Linked DNA regions of Rattus norvegicus: all the other regions are linked to region 3. Evidence: chromatin contacts called from public Hi-C data. All regions are on one chromosome and are shown on one strand. The core of a region is the stretch at or near the end of the contact, and the rest is flanking DNA. Distances in the headings are between cores, read along the strand shown. Region 1 holds the start of Serpina3n (serine (or cysteine) peptidase inhibitor, clade A, member 3N). Region 2 holds the start of Serpina11 (serpin family A member 11). Region 3 holds the start of Serpina3m (serpin family A member 3M).

Evidence for each region. Hi-C and Micro-C count contacts between places; a contact is called where the count stands out from the background.
Region 1: a Hi-C map of liver shows a contact between it and region 3, with 5 times the contacts expected there. The contact joins the promoter of Serpina3n here to the promoter of Serpina3m in region 3. A contact is called at or near these places in 3 of 12 Hi-C or Micro-C datasets (kidney and liver).
Region 2: a Hi-C map of liver shows a contact between it and region 3, with 4 times the contacts expected there. The contact joins the promoter of Serpina11 here to the promoter of Serpina3m in region 3. A contact is called at or near these places in 2 of 12 Hi-C or Micro-C datasets (both in liver).

The regions. Positions count from the first base shown.
Region 1 is chr6:129,086,823-129,091,171 of GRCr8, forward strand. Serpina3n (serine (or cysteine) peptidase inhibitor, clade A, member 3N) reads left to right here and starts at 1,570. Exons shown (of 5, transcript NM_031531.3): 1 at 1,570-1,660; 2 at 3,489-4,142. The coding sequence starts at 3,506.
Region 2 is chr6:128,675,949-128,680,704 of GRCr8, forward strand. It overlaps Serpina11 (serpin family A member 11), which reads right to left and starts at 1,506. Exons shown (of 5, transcript NM_001166352.1): 1 at 1,404-1,506.
Region 3 is chr6:128,833,891-128,838,773 of GRCr8, forward strand. Serpina3m (serpin family A member 3M) reads right to left here and starts at 2,949. Exons shown (of 5, transcript NM_001270982.1): 1 at 2,865-2,949; 2 at 320-973. The coding sequence starts at 956.

The DNA of each region.
Region 1 (4,349 bases), core at 320-2,819, 250 kb after region 3:
TCTCATAGTCCTCTCTTACCTCCTGACTGGAGTCTTGAGAAGAGGGGTTGTTTTGTTTCTAATAAATACTTCTTCTTTTTAAAGATTAATTTTTTATGTATATGAGTACACACACTGTCACTGTCTTCTGACACACCAGAAGAGGGCATCACATCCCATTACAGATGGTTACTAGCCACCATGTGCTTGCTGGGATTTGAACTCAGGATGTCTGGAAGAGCAGCCAGTGTTCTTAACCACTGAGCCATCTCTCTAGCCCCAAGAAGAGTTCTTGAATGCTGCTCCAAAGCAGCAGAGTGAGGGGTATCATTGTATAAGGTCATCTACATACTGGTTTAAGCTGCTGGGGGACAGGTTGGGAGAAAGGAGGTCAGTGGCCAGAGCCTGGTTGAAGTAATGGGAACTAAGACAGATCCCCTAGGGCAGATAGTCCAAGTAAGTTGAGGTGCTGTCATCTGGGTGTAAAGGGAAAAGGAGAGGAAGAGTGTGAGAAAGTCAAGTATGAGGGTTAGGCACTACTGGGGGATAGGCAGTTGCTGCACTGATGATGCTGAAGTTCTTAGCATGGGATAGGCAGGTGCTGTGCTGATGATACTGAGGTCCTGAGCATGGGATAGGAAGGATGCTGTGTTGATGATGCTGAGGTCCTGAGCATGGGCAGTAAAAGCCATCAGGCTTTGGGATGGGCAAGGCAGAGGTGATACAGGGCTAAAAGAGTATGCTGGAGAGCACCTTTATTAATCAGGTACTGTCTGCAAGGTTTTAAGTCTTGTGCAGAGTGATACATGAGTAAAAGTAGGGTCCTAGAGTAGAGTGTTAATGGGAGTGCTGATGAGAACCCTCTGAAAGAGAAAAGGTGTCCTGTACTTTGGGATCAATGAGGGTGTGCGGAAGAGAACACATTAAAGCATCAGTAGGAGTCAGTAGACAAAGAGGCTCTTCAGGGTTTAGGAGAAGAAGAATACTGGAAGGAGCTGGATGCATGTAAGAAGTGTAAGAGAAAAGAAAAGCATGACTGGCCATGATGTTCCTGCCCAACAGAGAGGTTTGGGAATGAGGCATAGAGGGAAGAGCAAGTCTCTATTTAGCATACAGTCATTCCTGACAGGACAGATATAGATGTAGACAGGTTCTGTCAGCACCACGTGTGTGTTTATTACCATGGACATTTCCATAGAGTAACTGGAAGGATGGGCGTAGAGAGTCGCTCTATTCCTTCCAAAATGACTTAGAGGCTCCAGGATGAATGTTAGCTGCAGCCCTCCCTAAAGACAAGTATAGCAGAGGTCCTACACTCTCCCTTTACTTCTGACTTCCCCCCACACACACTTTCCACATTGACTCTGAACCATTTGGTAAACCAAAGACATGCCCAGGAGATCGGTAGGCTTGTGTAGAGCAGAGATGGGAATTTTCCCATCAGAAAGTAGGGACTATGAGTCCATGTTCCCAGAAATCATCCCGTCTGCCCATTTCCAGTCTAAACACAGAGCACAGCTTGTCCATGCCAGCATTTCCTAAGAGGAGGGAGGAGCCCTTGGTGGGGTTAAATAGGCATCCCTGTGCACTGGGGATAACAACACACCAGGGAAGTGGCAACCCTGAACATCAGGAGTCAGCAATCACAGAGGCTGGCAGCTGGCTGGTATCGGCTCTGCAGGTAATGCCCACGATTCCTGCCTCCTGGAGCAGAAGGAACCTTCCCAGGCCTGTGTGGTACTGGCTATGGTCTGCAACCTATGTTTGTGGGGGTGGAGCAAGAGCTTTGGCTGAGATACTAGGTTAGAAGCAGGGAACATTTCTGGGGTTCATGAAATTTCCTCTCTGGTTTGTTGCTCTTGCCTATGGAAGATGCAGATGCTGTGGTCTGTGCTCATGGAGAGTAAATGGAGCCTGCACCTCTGACTCCACAGGTGGAGTTTTGAGAGCTTGCTAGCTTGCCTACTGCTGCCATTGCTAGGGTGACACAGGACTGTTGCAGAGTCACGCCGGGGGAGGTGGCAGCTCTGCTGTGATCACATCACAGAAGACATGCCTGGGGAGTGGGATCCCACTTCCCTCCTAGATCCCAGATGCCATGGTCACGCTCAGGGGCTTCACCCTCAACAGGGGAAGCAAAGAAGGCTCATGCACTGAGTCACGTCTCCTGCTGTACAAACCCAGCAGCCTCTTTACTCCGGAAATAATTTTGGCACAAAATGTTGTTTAGTACTTTTCCAAAGAAATGTTTGCATGAGTCTGAAAGCAAAACCAGCCAAGTTGCTGAGGTCCCTGGCTCGTCTGCAGGCATGTCACGGCTATTTGCACGAGTGGCTTAGCACCAGCACACCCTCCTCTTGTAAATCCTTCTTCTCTCCACTCCATCTTCCCTTAGCTCCATCCTCCTCTCCCTGATCCCCTTCCTCCTATCTCCCCACCCCACTTTCTTCCACTTTATCACTCCCTTCCTTCTCCAAATGCCTGTTCTCCCCTTTCTCTTCTTCCTCTGCCTCCTGTTCATTTACTGTTCACCTTCACCTTTGGACATCTGTACAAGTGGCCAGAGGCTAAAGGTACACAATCTTGTTTACCAGGATCGTAATAGCCCATTACGATGCCTGTGACCCCCACATCAGGTGTATAGAAAGGAGATGGACCCCTACACATTCCCTACAACCACCCAATGCCCACAATAAGCCAACCACTTACCCATAATGTAACCTGGACCCCTCACCAAGCTACACAGAGAGGTCCACCCATTTGCTTGCTATCACACAGACATCCTGACAGCCAACATGAAATCTGGTCCAGGTGTGAGAAATTGATACCTGTCCTTCTTCCCACCAGAAGGCCTTCCAAGCCTGAGGTATAAAGCACCATGTGGTGGCCTGGTATGGCTGAGAGAACCTTCCCCTACTAATCCTACTGATACCCATTCACACTACACTGGATATCTCCAGTGTTTCTACTCAATTGGCATCCACACTCGCAGAAATGTACCCTGATTCAGGCCATGGTTTTGAGATTTTTGCAGACTTGTCAACAAAAGGCTAAGACAGACCCTGTGCTAATTACTGCTCCAAGGCTCTTGAGGTCTGCCTATAGGGAACAAGTAGGCAGGAACTTGGAGGAAGGCAACAACTACAAAGGAAGAGGAGTCCCTGCCTTCTAATGGGTCTGTGTGCCATGAGAGAAAGAGAGAATATTCTGAGTAGACAGGGCTTACACCCATCCCCCACTCCTATTTTGCCTTGCTCTTTGACCCGGGCATATCCCTTTAACTCTCTCAGTATTTGATTCTCTGTTAGGAAAATTGGCTACTGCGACAGTACTTCCTCCATGGTTATAGGGAACACATGACGTAGTACGAACATATGAGCACCTCCCATGGACAGTCACAGTGGCAGCAAGGGCAGCAAAGCATGGCACGATGCTGGCCCAGTGGGAGAACTGGAAGATGGTCAGAGCACCAGCTGATGCTTCCTGACTCAAAGGGTGTTTTCTTTCAGCCTGAAGACTGGAGAAGATGACCCGCCTTGTGACTCTGGAGCTCTTGATGGCTGGGATCGGCTCTGCTCTCCTCTGCTTCCCAGATTGCATACTGGGAGAGGACACTCTATTCCATGAAGACCAAGACAAGGGGACACAACTGGACAGTCTCACATTGGCCTCCATCAATACTGACTTTGCCTTCAGCCTCTACAAGAAGCTGGCTTTGAGGAATCCAGATAAAAATGTTGTCTTCTCCCCACTTAGCATCTCAGCCGCCTTGGCCGTCGTGTCCCTGGGAGCAAAGGGCAACAGCATGGAAGAGATTCTAGAAGGTCTCAAGTTCAATCTCACAGAGACCCCTGAGACAGAAATCCACCGGGGCTTTGGACACCTCCTCCAGAGGCTCAGCCAGCCAAGGGACGAGATACAGATCAGTACAGGCAATGCCCTGTTTATTGAAAAACGCCTTCAGGTCCTGGCAGAGTTCCAGGAGAAGGCAAAGGCTCTGTACCAAGCTGAGGCCTTCACAGCTGATTTCCAGCAGTCTCGTGAGGCCAAAAAGCTCATCAATGACTATGTGAGTAAACAGACCCAGGGGAAGATCCAGGGACTGATCACAAACCTAGCTAAGAAGACATCCATGGTACTGGTGAATTACATCTACTTTAAAGGTAAGTGTGATCACTGCCTGGGGAGTGGAGGGACCTTGGCTGGGTACCTGTGTCAGTAGGACGATCGCTGGAGAGGAAGTCCTCTGTAGACATGAGTGTATTACTTATTATTATCCAAAGGCCTTACTTTTCCTCCGGAGTTTGTTTTTTTTTTTTTTTTTTTTTTGGAAATGGTCTAATTCATGATACACAGTGAACATAAACCCC
Region 2 (4,756 bases), core at 256-2,755, 160 kb before region 3:
CCTGCATCCCAGAGTCTTCTGGACCCTGATACCCTCCTGATCCCTTCAAACCAACCTCTCTACCTTTTAATTATACAGCGGCTACACGCTGGTTTTTCTAGTTTGTCCTGAAAGCATCCACAACGTGATCAACACCTTCTGTGCATTTTGCCCATGTGTTGGCCTTTGGCTCTGTGTGACCTGCTGGAGTGAAGGGAGGGGAGAGGCAGATGGAACTCTGCTCCCTGGTGCCCAACCAGATTACAGGCGCCACCTGCTGGCTAAAGTAAGGCTGGTATCAACTAAAGTCACATCCTCCCTCCAGCACCGGCTCCACGTAAGGGGCTTAAGGAGAGTTTTGTGTGCTTGAGACTTTCCTTACATTAAAAAAAAAAAAAGAGGAAGATGTTGAATAATTGGTCCGCCCTGGTAAAGTAAGGACAGAAAATGTGAGGGCGCTATTTGTGGTCATTGATCTTAGCACCCTTCCTGACCCCAAGGTGATTCGCAGAAGGATGTGTTTTCCAAGGAAGACTGAACTGTAGCTAGGGGATCCTGGCTTGAACTAGGACACTGCAGTTACTTGCTGTGTGAACTGTCTCTGCAATTCAGGGCCTCCTTCTGCAAAGTCCAAATGGCAATGCTACTACCCCTTCTCGGGATTTATGAAGTCCATCTTGCAGAGCACCAGCTCATGAGAAATACAGTCCAGAAGATTTTGTCCCGTTTCTACCGAGAATGGGTGCACTGGAAATTTAAGTGCGCTTAACTCTGCTCCCAGGCAGATTCTCAGAGAAAATGCAGAATCCTGTTCCTGAGTTATAACCTTCTTGTTTCTAAGTGTTTGTTTAAGTGCCGGGGACATCGGGCACATTGCATCATTGCTGCACACCGAGGTATTTACAAATGTGTGGGGAGGGCATAGGTGAGCATAGCATTCTGGGTAATCAATGATTATATTACTGCTGCTTCCTGCCTGCCACTCAAACATCTGGAAGCTATTGAAATGCCAAGAGTCACAGTCTTCCTCGTCTTTCTGTTTAAACAAATGCTCCTGAGACCCTCAAGTCACAGACACCCTTAGACCAGTTGTGTGCACAGGGAAATTAGAATTGGCGAGGCTCAGTGCCAGACCTGGGCTTCTGTGCAGAGGCTTGTTGCCATAACTGAGTTTCTGATAAAGTTGCTACTTAGCTTCTAGCTGGTTTTATGCTGGCAGTTCATAGGTCAAGATTCCTTATGGCTGAATTTTCCAGAGACGATTCCTGAAAACCTGAAGCTCTAGCTTCAAGATTCAGAAGCAGGACTTGCTGCCCCTGTTTCTACCTCTAAAGCTGGTGGTAGGTAGGATATATATTAAACAGACAGACAGACAGACAGACAGATAATGGCCCACCTTCATTTTGGGTACAGGGCATACTCACAGAGAAGCCACCCAGGTGGGCCCAGCTCCACAGTCTCGTACGGCCTCCTGCTCACAGGATCATAGTGTTTGAACACCACAGCAGCCTGGTCGATACTTGTCAGGTTGATTCCTGGAACTGACAGGAAGGCAAATAGGACAAATGGGACATTTTTTTCCAAGAGTGTGACCTGGCTGCTGGTCCCACAAACAAGCAAGCGACTTGTGTTTCACAGCCCCATTCTGTCTGCGGGTGTTGTGACATTGGTGGTGATGGGGTTTGGGGAGTGTTGGAGATGCTGACATGTGAATGGAGGCTTTGTAGGAGTCAGCAACCCTAGCTGTGAGACCTCGAGGAAAGTGTGGCCACCCATACTTCACAGAGAGAAGCATCATGCCAGGTGGCTTGCCTGCGAGTCACTCTGGGCTGTTGCCACCATGCCACCAAGCACCCCATCACTTTCCAGACACTTTTCATAAGTATAATCTGCGAGAGTGGAGAAGGTGCTGGAACGAAGGTTGGTGAGTGTTGAAAGACTAGGTAGTGGGCACTGGAGCTATGGTTCAGAGGTAGAAAGAAAGCACGAACTGCTTTATCAAAGGATCGGAGTTCTGTTCCCAGCACTCACATCTGCCTGTGACTCCAGCTCCAGGAGATCTGGCATCCTTCTCTGGACTCTCAGAGGACTTGTATTCACGTTAACACAGACACAAAAACACACACACACAGTCACAGCCACATACGTACACACATGTGTGTTCACACAGTCATATACATGTGCACACACATACATACACGTGTACACACTCAGACATTCAAACACATTTTCACATATACACACACATAGCCACATACATGTACACACATGTGTGTCCACATGCAGTCACATACATGTGCACACACATACACACGTGTGTGATCGAGCACACACATATGTACACATACATTCACACAGACTCTCCAACACATACTCACATACACACACATAGTCACACACATGTACGCACATGTGTGTCCATACACAGTCACATACATGTGCATACACACACACACACACACACCTACCTGATGCTAAGGTTTATTTTGTTTAAGAGACTGTTGCTCCCTGATGGGACAGAGGTGACTTTGTATTTTTGTTGGTGAGTGTCTGTGGGTGGGGGATGCTGCGTTCATGTGGAAGGCAGAGGGCAGACCCAGAGGAGTCATTCTTCAGAAGCTATCATCCACCTGATGATGAGGCAGGGTCTCACACTGGGCCCTGGGGTTCACGGATTGGACGATGCTGGCTGCCTATGGAGCCCCAGGGATCCACCCGTGTCTGCCTCCCCAATGAGATTGCAAGCCCATGTCACCACATCTAGCATTGTATGTGCATGCTGGGAATCTAAGACGTGTCCTCAGGTCACAGGGCCACACCCTACTAACTCAGCGACACTCTCCAGCCCCTTTGTAAGCCTTTTTTATCTCGATGAGAATAACTAATAACATTTTAACATTAGAAAGTAGAATTCTTAAATTCTACAAGCAAATATCATCAGCAAGGAGCATTTTAAAAGGATAAAGTGTTCAAGGAGCTTGCTCCGGTGGGAAGGAGGAGACTGTATTTCTCCCACACTCTCCTTGGTCCACTGGACACAGCTTCTCCCTGGAGCAGCATTTGGAAACAGCTGGTAACTTTTGGCTCTTCTCCTCATCTTGAATATCCCTCCAGAGCTTTTCTCTCGGGAGAGAGCTGGAGACGCACTCAAAACTGCTGCCACGCAGAACCTGCAAACAGCTGACTGGGTGAAGGCACTTGTATCAGGTCTGGTTACCTGGATTTTGAACAGGGAAACTGAGAATGGAAATTTACTATCTGTTGCTTTCCCATTGTGGCTGTATCAGGTGGAGCAGAAGACACACACGGTATGGGAGAGATGGAGTTAGCCCTGAATTGTGGGGAGGAGAGGCCAGGTGCCCATGCTCCCTCCCCTGGGACCAGGCACTGGTGTCCCCTCACTGGAGCTCCTTATGAGGATTCTGGTATTGTCCTCTTCAGCCAAGCCCAGGGACCACATGCTGTGACAGTAAAGCTGTGGTCCCTGCTACACCACCATGGGACCACTAGAAAGGCCCCTTCCTCCTTCCAAGACCCAGCTTCCTGTTCTGTAAGGGCCAAATGCCTTTGTTTTGCAGGTTGTTCTCAGAGTGGAGATAACACATGTGGTGTGCCCAGTGCATGTGCCCTCCTGGCATTTTGACTTTCTGGGTCTCCTGGCAGCCAATATGATAGAAGAATGGCTGTTCCCACTAATAAGACTCTCTGCTCTTTTATTCCAGCAATTGCTCCTCCATTCATCGACCACTTCCTAGAACCAAGGGCAGTGTATGAACTCCCAAACCTTACAATGGCTGCTTCGAGTCCTGCTTTGCTGTCTGGTTCTCTAGACTGCTCTCTTGAGGGGCCTACCCCAACGCAGGCACCTCACATTGGCTGGACCAGCATAGCCCTGGGTTTTCACTGACGATCACACATCCTTGCTTGCAACAGAGCCTGCCCAAGAGCGCTGGATCCCAGCCCAGCTGCACTAATCTTATCTCCCTGTATGTTGCCTGTGGCTTCCTTACCTCTGCCCAGTGGGCCTTGCTCACTTGTCCTCCATTTTGAAATGTGTTCGTTTCCCCCTTTGCAGTCTCCGGAGAGCCTGCTTCTCCTAGATGCTCACAGGCTATCACAGTCCCACCGGGCTCGTACCTCACCTCCCACCCCTGAAGCTGCTCTTGCTACACACCAACAAGCAAAGGAGCCCTGTTCCTTTCCTGCACACCTTGTCTCCTGCTAGAATGCTGTTCCCATCCCTTCTGCTTCTCAGACAGATGCCAGTGCCTACTCATGCATTCACTACTCTTAGGATTCAGCCCAGCTCTCTCCTTCAGAAAGCCACCCCCTCTGTCCCTGCCTGGGCCATGTCAGTTCTTCTGGTCATGCTTGTCACACAATGTCACCACACTCTTACGATGGCTCACACAACACTTCATTTCCCTTTGGTCTGTGCGATCTTTGTGGAAATAACCCTCACACAATTGGTGCTTGTGTCTGTTGGGTTGGTACAGGGCTGGCACATGCATGTGCCGCACAGAAACTCACTTCGTCACATTGATGGCCAATTGGCAACTAACAGATTCTGGAAGAGGGGGTGGCATGAACTCTCACTGTTGAGAGTACCAGGCTCTGGTCGTGTGTTGGCTCCAAACTCAGGGTCACACAGATAATCTCATTTAAACTCTGTGGGACACGAAACAAAACAAAAACTAGTAATTATTGGAGAAATACTTGTAAGGAAAAAAGGGACTGAGAGAGGGTAGGAGAGAGTAATCAGAATGCATTACATCCA
Region 3 (4,883 bases), core at 1,699-4,198:
TGAGGGAATCTGCCTCTGCAGGGAGTAGCCATGACTTCTGACTGGACATATGAGGTATGACATTCTGCTTGTATGTAAGTTTAAGTCATATTGAGTAGCCATCCCTTGTAGACTGAAAGCTCACAACTTCTCTTGAGCATGTACCAGGAAACACAACCATTGTCCAGAAACACCTCAGAAGAGGAGACTTGTGAGTAACAAGAAGTTAGGCACCCATATCTCCAAGGCTTTGAGCACCTCCTTTCCAGAGATCATCGTATAGCACAGGCACAAAATCAGGATCCTCTCCCTCTACTCCCCAGGCAGTGACCACTCTTACCTCTAAAGAGGAGGTAGTTCACCAGCACCATGGATGTCCTCTCTTTCAGGCCTGAGACCAGTTCCTGGATCTTCCCCTGGGTCTGATTTCTCACATAGTCATTGATGAGCTTTTCGGTCACACGAGGCTGCTGGAAGTCAGCTGTGAAGGCCTCAACCTGGTACAGAGCCCTTGTCTTCTCCTGGAACTCTGCCAGGACCTGAAGGTTCTTATCAATAAACAGAGCATTGCCTGTGATGATCTTTACCTGGTCCCCTGGCTGACTGAGCCTCTGGAGGAGGTGCCCAAAGCCCTGGTGGATGTCTGTCTCATAGCTCTCTGTGAGATTGAACCTGAGAACTTCTAGAATCTCTTCCAGGGTGTTGCCCTTTGCTCCCAGGGACACAATGGCCAAGGCAGCTGAGATGCTAAGTGGGGAGAAGACAACATTTTTATCTGGATTCTTCAAAGCCAGCATCTTGTAAAGGCTGAAGGCAAAGTCAGTGTTGATGGACTCCAATGTGAGACTGTCCAGTTGTGTCCCCTTGTCTTGATCTTTATGGAGTAGAGTGTCATTTCCCAGTGTGCCATCTGGGAAGCCAAGGACAGCAGGGCAGATCCCAGCCATCAGGAGCCCCAAAGCTGCAATGAAGGCCATCTTCTCTGTCCTGAAGGCTTAAAAAAAACTTCGTTGAGCCTGGGAGGACCAGCTAGTGCTCTGATCATCTTCTAGTCCTCCCACCTAGTGGGTATTGTGCCCTGCTCTGCTGCCCTTCCTGCCTCTGTGACTGCCCACATGAAATGGTCTGGAGACTCAGATGGCATTACCACATCATGTGCTCCCTACTACCACAAAGGGTGTGCTATGCTGTAGCCAATTTTCATAGCGGAGAACCAAGATTCAGAGATTTGAAGTTACAGGTTATGGTGACAGAACAAGCCAGAATAGGAGCAGGGGATGGGCATGACCCCTGTCTGCACTTTGCACTTGAGCCACCTCCTTCGACAGAACTCAGGAACCTCAGAGCATTTTTTATCACAGGTCCTTTCTTAGCCCTTCAATGAAAAATCTGGGAAATCTTAAGTTCATTTTATGCTTGAAGTTAGGGTTAGGTAAGGGTTAGTTAAGAGGAAGCTGGAGAGATATTTGGTGTAGTGTGGAAATCCTGGACCCTTGAGGACCTGTAAATGGAAGGACACAAAGGGAAAGGCTCTCTCCACCCTGCAAGAGAACCACATGGTGCTTTGTACCTCAGATTTAGAAGGCCTGCTGGTGGGAAGAAGCAGCAGTGGTATCAGACTCTCCCACACCTGAACCAGATTTCATGTTGGCTGTCAGGACAGCTATGTGGTAGTTAGTAAATGGGTGTGTACAGCTCTCTGTACAGCTTGGTGAGGGGTCCAGGTTACATTAGTGGTAAGTGGCTAGCTTATTGTAGGCATTGGGAGTGGCTGTATGGAATGTCTAGGGATCCATGTCCTCTTTATACACCCAGAGCAGGGGGTCACTGATATTATAATGTACTTCAGTTGATAGCTTGCAATTATGGTAATCCTGAATATCTACCTTTAACCTCTGATCATGTGTTCAGGTGTGCAAAGGCGATGGCGGATGGTAAATAAATGAGAGAAAGAGGCAGCCATGGAGAGAGGAGAAAGGGAAGAGGATATTGGGGAGGGGAGAGAAGGAGAAGGAGAGAGGAGGGAGGGCAGAACAGAGATAAGAGAAGGGAGAGAGGGGAGAAAAGAACTTTGTAGAAAAGGAGAGAAATGGGAAAAGGAAGGTCAGGGAGATAGGAGGAGGGAGAGGGAGAGAAAGTTGAAGGAAGGGGCAGTGGAATAGGAGGAGGGAGAGAGAAATAAAATAGGAGGGAGTAAAAGGAAGAGGGAGCAAAGGAGGATGTGTTGGCACTAATCCACTTGTCCCCATTGCTGTGACATGCCTGAGGATGAGCCAGGGACCTTGGCCCCACTTACTCTGTGCTTTATTTTCAGACTGATGCAACCATTTCTTTGGAAAAACATTAAACAATATGTCGTGCCAAAATTATTTACAGAGATAAGAGGCTACTGGGTTTGTACAACAGGAGACTTGGTTCAGTGACTGACTCTTCTTTGCTTTCCTAGTTGAGTGTGAAGACCCTGTCCTTGCTATGGCATCTGGGATCTAGGCAGGAAGTGGGGTCCTAATCCCCCAGGCATCTCCTCTATTATGTGATCATGGCAAAGCTGCCACCTCCCCTAGAGTGACTCTGCAACAGTCCTGTGTCACCCTAGCAATGGCAGCAGCAGGCAAGCCAACAAGCTCTCAAAACTCCCTTTGGAGTCAGAGGAGCAGGGTCCGTTTACTCTTCATAAGCATAGACCACAACATCTGCATCTTCCATAGCCCAGAGAAACAGAGAGAAGATTTCATGAACCCCAGAAATGTTCCTTGATTCTAACCCAGTATCTCAACCAAAGCCCTTTCCCCATCCCCATAAACATAGGTTGCAGGCCATAGCCAGTACCACACAGGCCTGGGAATGTTCCTTCTGTTCCTCTAGGCAGTAATCCTGGGCATTACCTGAAGAGCTGACACCAGCCAGCTGCCAGCCTCTATGATTGCCGACTCCTGATGTTCAAGGTTTTCCCTTGCCTGGTGTGTTGTTATACCCAGCGCACAGTGATGCCTATTTATCCACACCAAGGGCTCCTCCCTCCTCTTAGGAAATGCTGGCATGGACAACCTGTGCTCTGTGTTCAGATTACCAATGGGCAGACGGGATGATTTCTGGTAACATGGATTCATAGCTTCTATCAGAACTATATCCTGATGTGAAAATTACCACTTTTGTTCTCCACAAGCCCACTGGATCTCCTAGTCACATCTTACATTTTTTAAGTAGTTCAAAGTCAGTGTGGAAAGGGGAAGAAGTCAGAAGCAAAAGAAAAGTACAGGACCTATGCCCTAACTGTCTCCAGGGAGGGCTGCAACTGACATTTGTTCTTGATTGTCTATGTCATTCCAAAGAGGAAAGATAAGAACTAACTAACTAAACAAACAACAAACAAACAAACAAACCAGTAGCACTCCTTTATAGAAATATTAAACAGGCTAAGAAGAAATTACAGAAACAACATTCTTCACAATAGAAACACATACAATAAAATATCTTTATTTAACTCCAACCAAGCCAGGAAATATCATGCAGGACAAGAACTTCAAGTCTTTGAAGAAAGAAATTGAGGTATATATCAGAATATGGTAAGATCTCCTATGCTCATGGATTGGTAGGATTAACCTAGTAAAAATGGCCATTTTACCAAAGGCTATCTACAGATTCAAAGCCATCTCTTTAAAATTCCAACACAACTCTTTACAGGCCTTGAAAAGCAGTTCTCCACTTCATGTGGAAAAAAACCAAACACCTAGTATAGCTATAAAGATCTTGTACAATAAAATAACTTCTGGAGTTACTACCATCCCTGATTTCAATTTAGAGGACAGATCAATTGTGATAAAACTCCATGGCATTGGCAAGAAGACAGACGTGTTGATCAGTGGAATTGTCTGATGATCTGGGATAACCCACAGAGCAAAGCAAATTTGATTTGAATCACAGTTTCAAAGTTCAGGATCTGCAGCAACTATGCTGTACTGACTCTATTTCCAATGTTTATGACTTCCTGGTGACCAGGTCCTGCCTCATTCTTTCCCTCTTCCAGGCCATGGGCTCTGTCACCCAGTGTCTTTTGCTGGATTGCTGACCCTACTCACATGTAACATTGTTGGAGCCCAAACTCCTGCAGATGCATGGACCCCATGGGTCAGAGCAGCTCCACTCTCCCTACCATTCCTACTCAGGGCAGAGTGATATCCTCTCTCTAAGTTCCTAGCTGAACAACCTCACACAAAACAATGACTACCGCCAATCAAAATGAAGAGGTAGGACCAAAGGATGAATAAACATACACCTGAACATAAAATGCCCAGGCAGTGTTCCCTTAGCTCCTGTTGGCAGGGGTTCCCTCTAGTGACAACAGGAACAAAGAGATTGTCACTCATACTCTTTGATTCCAGTGATGGTCCTCTGTCCTATATGCTGTTATCAATCCATTTAATGGAAGAGGAAACTGAAACACAGGGAAGCTTATTTATTTCCCCATGACCATACAGCTAGACACGATGCTTGTGGGATGCTCGCCCAAGTGTCTTGGTCAGACTTCCTGAATAGCAGTCCATGTTATCAAGCCCCTAGGTAACCTTGATCATTGTCACCATAACCACCTTGTTCATTGACCTATTGGCCATGATAGAGATGGCTGGGAAGAGAGGCTGAATGTCACCAGAATGGTCCATTCTATCTACTTGGTTATTGAACTCTTTCTCAGCTGAAGACACATTGGATGAGCACGTACGTGGCACACAAGTATCTTCACATCATTCTCCCATCTGGAGAGCTCTCCCCTCATACTTATTCACCAGATTTCTTTCTCATTAGATTTCTAAACATGCTCTTGGCAAAGTCGTTGATAACCTATTGGCAATATCCATGAATCAGTGAAGAATTGCACATCTGACCACGTATCTTTCAAAGCAAAA